Regions from separate parts of the Sus scrofa genome. Here region 2 is linked to region 1. A link is a contact called in public HiChIP or PLAC-seq data. All regions are on one chromosome and are shown on one strand. Each heading gives the region's core, a stretch centred on a gene start, on an enhancer-like site or on the middle of the called end of the contact. The rest is flanking DNA. Distances are from core to core; before and after follow the strand shown.

Region 1 (4,071 bases), core at 1,125-3,624:
ACATATAATTTTATACCATTGACTTCCCTGAAGGCAATTGGAGATAATACTATTAGGGAAAAATATTTGTATTACTATGCTTAAATCTTTTAGGCTCATCACTTCAAGTTTTCACCTTAAAAATTACATTTCCTTAGAGTGCTAAAAATAGTGGGTATGAAGATTTTTCCACCTTCTTTAATAATTTCTTTAACTTTTGTTATTTCTTTTTTCAAAAAAAATCAGTGATATTTTGTTGGCTATTATAGAAAATATAGAAAAAAGTTTAAAAGATAACAACAAAAATTTTAAAAAATTTTATTGGAATATAGTTGATTTCCAGTGTTGTATTAGTTTCAGGTGTACAGCAAAGTTCTCTGTATCATTTTATTGCATTTCACATATAAATGATATCATATGATTTTTGTCCTTCTCTGACTTCACTTAGTATGATAATATCTATGTCCACATCCATATTGCTGCAAATGGCATTGTTTCCTTCTTTTTAATTGCTGAGTAATATTCCACTGTATATATGTACCACATCTTCTTTATCCATTCCTCTATCAGTGGACATTTAGGTTGCTTCCACGTTATAAATAGTGCTGCAATGAACACTGGGTCCATGTATATTTTAAAATTATGGTTTTCTCTGGATATATGTCCAGGAATGGAATTGGTAGGTCATATGTTATTTCTATATTTAGTTTTTAAAGGAAACTCCATGGGAGTTTCCATGGTCTTGCTCAGTGGGTTAAAGGATCTGGCATTGCTGCAAGTTGCAACATCAGTTGCAGATACAGCTTGGATCTGGCATTTCTGTGGCTGTGGGGTAGCCTGGTACCTATAGCTCCAATTCAACCCCTAGCCCGAGAACTTACATATACTGCAGGTGCAGCCCTTAAAACAAACAAACAAAAATTGGAAACTCCATACTGTTTTCCATAGTGGTTGCACAAATTTACATTCCCACCAACAGTGTAGGAGAGTTCTCTTTTGTCTGCATTCTCTCTAGCATTTATTGTTTGTAGATGTTTTGATGATGGCCATTCTTACTGGTGTGAGGTGATACCTCATTGTAGTTTTGGTTTGCACTTCTCTTAATAATTAATGGTGTTGAGCATCTCTTCAAATGTTTTTTGGCCATCCATATGTCTTTGAGAACTGTCTGTTTAGATCTTCTATTTTTCCATTGGACTTTTAAATTTTTGATATAAAGCTGCAAGAAATGTTTGTATATTTTGTAGATCAATCACTTTTCAGTCACTTTGTTTGCAAAGATTTTTGTCCCATTCTGTGAGGTTTCTTTTTTCCTTTTTTTGTGGTTTCCTTTGCTGGGCAAAAGCTTTTAAGTTTAATTAGATTCCATTTGTTTATTTTTGCTTTATTTTTGTTACTACAGAAGGTGGATCAAAAAAGATATTGCTGCAATTTATATCAAAGAGTATTCTGCCTATGCTTTCCTCTAGGAGGTTTATAGTATCCAGCTTTAGATTTAGGTCTTTAATCCATTGTCAGTTTATTTTTGTGTACGGTGTTAGAGAGTGTTCTAATTTCATTCTTTTACATGTAGCTGTACAGTTTTCTCAGCACCACTTATTGAAAAGGCTATCCTTTACATAAAATTTTACATTTAAAATAGTAATCAGGAGTTCCCATCACGGCTCAGTGGTTAACGAATCCGACTAGGAACCATGAGGTTGCGGGTTCGATCCCTGGCCTTGCTCAGTGGGTTAACGATCTGGCTTTGCCGTGAGCTGTGGTGTAGGTTGCAGACACGGCTCGGATCCTGCATTCTCTGGCTCTGGCATAGGCCAGTGGCTACAGCTCCGATTGGACCCCTAGCCTGGGAACCTCCATATGCCTCAGAAACGGCCCACGAAATGGCAAAAAGACAGAAAAAAAAAGCAATCATTATTTTACTATCTAGGTGCAAAAAAGCCATATTGTTACCTTTTTTGGTGTCTTAATTCTCAAATTTTATTTATTTCTAAATAAACTTACATATATGGCAAGATTTTCTATTGTTATTTTCTATTTTATTCTCTGCCACAGGAATCTGTAAGAAATAAAAAGAACTATTACTTTTGCATCTCATGAAAGTAGCTGAATTTTGTGCTCCAAATTATTTAGGACTTTTGTGTTGACCCAAAAGCAAAAGGTGCCAAATACTCAGAAAATAATCTCCATTTATGTTTTTACGTTTGAAAAAACCTAGGTTGAGAAAGGCAGCAGGCCACTCTTTAGAGAAAAAAAATGTTCCATGTAGTTTTTGATGATACTTAGAATTTTTTTTCTTTTTCTTCTTTTTCTGTGGGAGGTTATGAGTCATAGGGCAGATCCTTAAGGATAGTGAGGTTGCCAATGAAGTCAGGAGGTTTTCAAGAGCTGTGGTCTTGGGAGGGCAGTGGAGAATTCTTAGGTGACAGATAGCAAGGAAGTTGTAGGTCTATAAATCTTCCAGGAGTGACCACAAGACCCTGGGCAGTGAGTATGTCCCAGTGTCTAGTATGGATTGAAGTTAGAGAGAGGCCTGTCCCCCAGTGTCCTAAATTGTGTTAAGCATTTGAGATTCTTCCAAAACACTGAGGAGCAGGAGGTCCTCTCCCCAACCACATATGACTTATATTTCTTCAGAACCAGGTAGATGAATCTTGGGACTAATTTACTTGATTTAGAAAGACAAAGATGACCACAAGAGCCTTCCTGTTCCTCTCAGCCCAACTAAACTTGGACAGATTTCATCCAGACTGTAGGACCTGACTTCCCTTTTCTTAGAGTATTTACATTAGAAAACTCACCACTGTAAATTCTTCCTCTTTCTGGTTGAGAAGTAAATTTTCTACAATCCAGGAATGTCTTCCTCAAGGACCTGGGAGCCATCTCTTTGAAATTTGATCATTAGAAAACATTGGGCCCTCTCCTTAGTCTCTGTGTGACGGTAGGGGTCTGACTTCAAGAAGCACCAACTAGCAAATACATGGCTAATCCCAGTGCCCACCCTCCCTTCTCTAGCTCAGCTCAGAGCTTAAAAACTTTCCTGCTTTTTGTTTCAGTGAAGCTGAATTAATTTGTCTTCTCTTTCAAGTCTTGGCGCCTATTGCAATAATTGTGCATAAAAGTCTTTCTTACCATTTTTAACAAGTATTTCTCTTTAACAAAGAAAGGCTATGTTGCTTGCAGCAGATTATTAAAGAATACAATCTCTGTTCCTCCCTCCCTCCCTCTTTCTTCTTTTCTTCCTTCCTCCTTCTCTTTCTTCCCTTCTTTCCTTCCTCCCTCCCTCCATTTCTCCCTCTCTCCCTCCCTCCCTTTCCTCCATCACTCCCTCTGGATAATTTACTGAAATATTCATTCTGGGCCTGTTTTCTGCTGAAGGAGAAATTATATTACCCCGTTTATTCTGTCTGGAGGAACAATCAGGCTTCTGTTGCAGGCTTCCCTTGCCTGAGGTGAATTAACTATCTTCGACTTTTCAATTATGGGAAAAAGAATTGTACTCCCACAGCATTTTTCTTGCTATTTATTTATTCATTCATTCATTCATTCAGTGAGATCCAAATAAGAAGGCACTGGAAGAGTATTTATTATTGAGAAATATCAAACATCAGTAGGAGTCTAATCTTCATGTGATAGTCTAATCTTCATGTGAATATTAGAAGCGAAAAAATTCTGCATCACAAACGGACACATTTATCTAAGTAAACTTGTCATGTTCCAACCTTTCTGAGGCTTGGTTTTTTTAATTTATAAAATCACATTGTATATTTACATATACAAAATGATATATATAGAGAGATATAGATATATATGTATAAATGAAAATGCTATTATATGTATGTAATCTCTCACCAGCTTGTGCTTGTTCTTTTGGAATGAAAAGTAAGATTACATATGTGAGAAGCAATTTTTCAAGATGGCATTATTGTAATAGCTACTCTATACCCCTATATTGCTTATTGGAACCTGAACTTAAAACTGTGAAAGGACAGGAGTTTCTGCTGTAGGGCAATGGAATCAACAGTGTCTTTGCAGTGGCAGGGATACAAGTTTGATCAGCGGCCCAGCCCAGTAGGTTAAGGATCCAGCATT
Region 2 (4,071 bases), core at 1,082-3,581, 500 kb after region 1:
CACTGCTGAGTTAAAAGGCAAAAGTGAGAGATTTTTAAAGTGTTAAAAAGATCAGTATTTTGCAATTCCATTCTAAAAATATGTGCAAGATATTTTTAAACATTTGTAAACGCTTATATTGGGAACTTAGAAATCCTTTTAAATGAATCCATTTTTGCATAGAAATCATATGCATACAAATAGAAAGATACTAGAAAAGAAATTGTTGAATTAATTTTAAAAATATATTTTAAAACTTTTCCTGGGAATTCCTTAATGAAAAGGCAGCAAGAAGATAATGAAAAAGGACCAAACAGATGTTGGTTTCCCCTGAAATTTGCCAAACTTTTACAGCATCGTTACAATAGATTTCCATTTGAGTCTCCATAGTTTCAAAGTAAGTGGGACATTTGGATCCAGAAGAGAGCAGAGATGATTAAAGGGTTGGAAACCCGGGCTTATAAGGAAGGGATCACGGAAATGATGTTGGTTGGCCAAAAGAAGGAGAAGGCTGTGCGTGGCTTAATTGCAGTCTTGGTGTGTCTAATACACCTTATAAAGGGGTTGGGGAACAGATGTTGTTGCCCAATGAAAACAGAAAGAGATGGAATGGGAGCAATTTAGCTGTGACTTGAGAAAAATCTTCTTATAGAGTTAACGCATTTTTTTTTTTTTGTAAATAGCTATTGAGGAGCTAAAACTTCGGTCTTGCAACCAATATTTATTCAATTCTTCCTCTGTCTTAGATACTGTTTTAAGTGCTAGGGATTAATTAATAAATAATAATTCACATGTAGACATAGAAATATATATACTGAGTAGGATTTTCCCTTTGTCCCAGAATTGTCCTTGCCACAGACTTGGTGACCTGTGTCTACTAGAATGTAACAGAAGAGAGACAGCTGAGTGGGGAGGGCAGAAGTGGTGTGTTCCTGTGTTCCTTCATCTGTTGTACAAGAATGCACAAGTTTACTGAGGACATCATTGAAAATGCTTAGGTGGGAGGTCTTCAGCTGATATGCTACCAAAGACTGCTCTGGGAGTAAGGGGAGCCAGCAGCAAGATCCTGTAGGATGTACCACAGAAGGTGGGAGAGCACTGGGCTGCAAAGAATGCAGATGGATAGTCCAGCTCAGGAAATTACTCAGTCGGCAGGTTTCCCTTGTAGACCTACCTTCCTACCCAAGAACTGATTCAGCAGCCACCATGTAAATGCCTGCATCCCAGAGGCACCAACATCAGTCTTGGATTAGCCAGAGAAACAGTAGCAACCAGAAACAAAAATGGACACAGAGGCCAGTGATATTATGAATAAAATGTTTAAGCATTGCTTAAGATGAAGGAGTCATCTATTATCTATCAGTCAGAAAGATATTAATGCACACATCTCTAAGCTTCTTTCTAAGAAATGTTGTTCTTAAAGTTCTTCAAGATTTAGATCATTGTTCCTCCATCTGTGTCAGCTAGAAAAACTAAATGATAATTCACATAGTTGGCTTTAAGTGTATTTGTTGCATTCTAATGATTTGAAATTTGAAAATCAAACTACGTGATTTACTATTACTCAGAGTGTCTGAGTAAACAAAATACTGTTTTCTTTCACAACAGTTCTCATACTCTGGCAAACATGCACTTGGCTGTTGGCTTGAGTGGCTAATGTTGTTCAGTACCCCTGCTAATGCCAGAGGCTTGTATTTCCCCCTCAACTACAGTTTGGCTCAGAGCTAAGTCCTCTCTGGGCATTTCCCTGAGTTGGAGGGAGCCACTAAAACTAAAATGCTCTCTCACAGGGTGCATCTGCATCCAGCAGCTGACTGGCACAGAGTGGAAGACTTGGCCCTCTTTGGAGCCTCAATTCAAGATAGTCTGAAGGGCAATCAGCTCCAGAACTCCCCATGAGATTGCCTGAGGCCTTCGTTGCCCCTGAACGTCACCCCAGTTTCTCTGGCTCTCTGCTCTACCTGGCACTCTGACCCCCAGAGCACATTCCAAAAAGCCCCTTTCATGCAACTCTCTGTCTCAGAGTCTGTGTGCTGGGGAATTTGACCTAAGACAAATGACTATATTTAGGAAGTAAGCAACAAATTAGTGATCAATATAAGAGTAATAATTGTGGCTATTAAAAATTAATATTATATAAATTCTAAAATGTAAGCTCATTTCCATCTTTTACCTCAGTTCCATTAATGTAAGAATTAATTCTTTGATCTAAGTTAGGAGGGTAGCAGAGAAATCAATTTAACAAACAAATCTTCTTAAGCTCTCTATGACCAACTCCCAACTTGGGGAAAATTAAGTCCAGTGACTATTAGACTAAATACTATCACAAACTAGCAAATACAGGAAATGCCCCACCACCCCATCTCCTTCTTCTCTCCCAGTATTTCCTCATCTGTGTCTGTTAAGCAAGTGATGATTCATCAGAACCCAGAAGTGGAAAGGCATTGCTACTAACTTTCAAAAGACATAAAAACTATTCCTTCTATTACACAACAAGATAGAAATTCTTATTTATTTTGTTTAATTTGAAAAGCCTTTCTTTAGAGTATTTTGTCTACTTTATTATACAGCCAATGGATATTACTGAAAAATGTGATTCTGTTATAGTGTTCTGGCTTGTATAACTATAAAGAAGTTTTCTGAAATGGCATCCAGGCCTGCTTTCCCTTGTAAACATCACTGGTGAGGGAGCATTCTAAAGTGTGATTTGGAGCTGGCTGGATATATTTTTAGAAAACCTAATTGAGGAAGTTTTTAGGTTGGATTCCCCCTAAAAGCAGACCCTGAGACAATGATTTCAGTCCAAATGGTTTATTTGCGGAGTGAAGCCGTGGTAGGAGAGTGGGGAAGGAAGGAAACCAGCAGAGGACATATTAATGAACAGATAAGTACTCAATAAAAATGGAGCTCAATCCTCCTACAGAGAACACACTTCAAAGTTGTCCCACCTAAGATATAAAGAGGCTGGAGTATTTATCTACCAACTCCTGACTGGTTGATTAAGGGATGCTTACAGGGTGGTTCACTACCCAGATCTTCCAGCTTTCCCTATACACATATGGACCAAGCTTGCTGCTCCTGCCAGAGAAAGCTCTTAGGCAGAGAGTTGCATGCATTTACATTAAGAAACTGTCTTACTAGAAGGGCATTGAGGGAATAAGAGTGGGATATCAACAGCACCCGCTAAAGTTATGCAATACTTTGCCTGAAAGCCTTTGAAAATAAATAGGCCTCTGACAAGACTAAAATCTATCCCTTTTGGGAGATAATAGAAGTGATTGTTAGACTTAATTGTAATTCTAATACTCTAGGCATCTAGAAAAATTAAATGCTATTGATAAATAAAAGCAAGCTGAATATATTTTTGATAAAATTTCACAAATAATTTTATCAAAAATATATTCAACATTATTTATGAAAAGTGTGCTATGAAGAAGTAATACTGTTAAATATCCATACAACCCAAAACCGTCTCTAGATTCTATGCAATCCCTGTGAAAATTCCAATGACATTTTTATAGACATTAAAAAATAATCCTAGAGTTTATTTGAAAACACAAAAGATGTTGAATCACCAAAGCAATCTTGAGAAAGAAGAACAAAGAGGGTATCATACTTCCGGATGTCAAACTATACTTCAAAGCTACAGCAATTAAAATAGTATAGTATTGGTACAAAATTAGACACACAGAACAAGAATAGAGAACCCAGAAATAAATCCGTGCATATATATTCAACTAATATTTGACAAGAGAACCAAGATTACTCGCTGGAGAAAAGAGAGTCTCCTTAATAAATGGTGCTTGGAAAATTGGGCAGTCACAAGCAAAATAATGAAATTAGATCCTTATCTTTCACTACCCACAAAAATTAAATAAAAATGGATTAAATACTTAAACATAAGATGTAAAACCATAAACTTCCTAGAAGAAAACAGGAATTCTTAACACTGATCTTGGCAATGAGTTTTTAAATAAAACATTTATAGCACAAGCAACAAAAGCAAAAATAATGTGGGACTACATCAAACTGAAAGTCTTTTGCACAGAAAAATAATCAAAAAAATGAAGAAGCAACCCATGGAGTGGGAGA

What was found. HiChIP or PLAC-seq counts read pairs in DNA pulled down with a chosen protein or histone mark.
Region 2: an H3K27ac HiChIP or PLAC-seq map of alveolar macrophages shows a contact between it and region 1, with 4 times the contacts expected there. The contact joins two enhancer-like sites. A contact is called at or near these places in 1 of 47 Hi-C or Micro-C datasets (embryonic fibroblasts) and 2 of 2 datasets of contacts at active chromatin or transcription factors (alveolar macrophages and skeletal muscle).

The regions. Positions count from the first base shown.
Region 1 is chr9:86,156,862-86,160,932 of Sscrofa11.1, forward strand. No RefSeq gene overlaps it. Among named protein-coding and RNA genes, the nearest start is that of AGR2, 110 kb to the left of the region's middle. Within about 2 kb of position 2,375, at least 4 of the 83 cell types and tissues checked have an H3K27ac peak or open chromatin away from gene starts, as enhancers often do. A contact at or near this core is called in alveolar macrophages, where this site is marked.
Region 2 is chr9:86,655,555-86,659,625 of Sscrofa11.1, forward strand. The region is part of intron 4 of LOC110255481 (a long non-coding RNA gene); the gene reads right to left. Among named protein-coding and RNA genes, the nearest start is that of AHR, 150 kb to the left of the region's middle. Within about 2 kb of position 2,332, at least 13 of the 83 cell types and tissues checked have an H3K27ac peak or open chromatin away from gene starts, as enhancers often do. A contact at or near this core is called in alveolar macrophages, where this site is marked.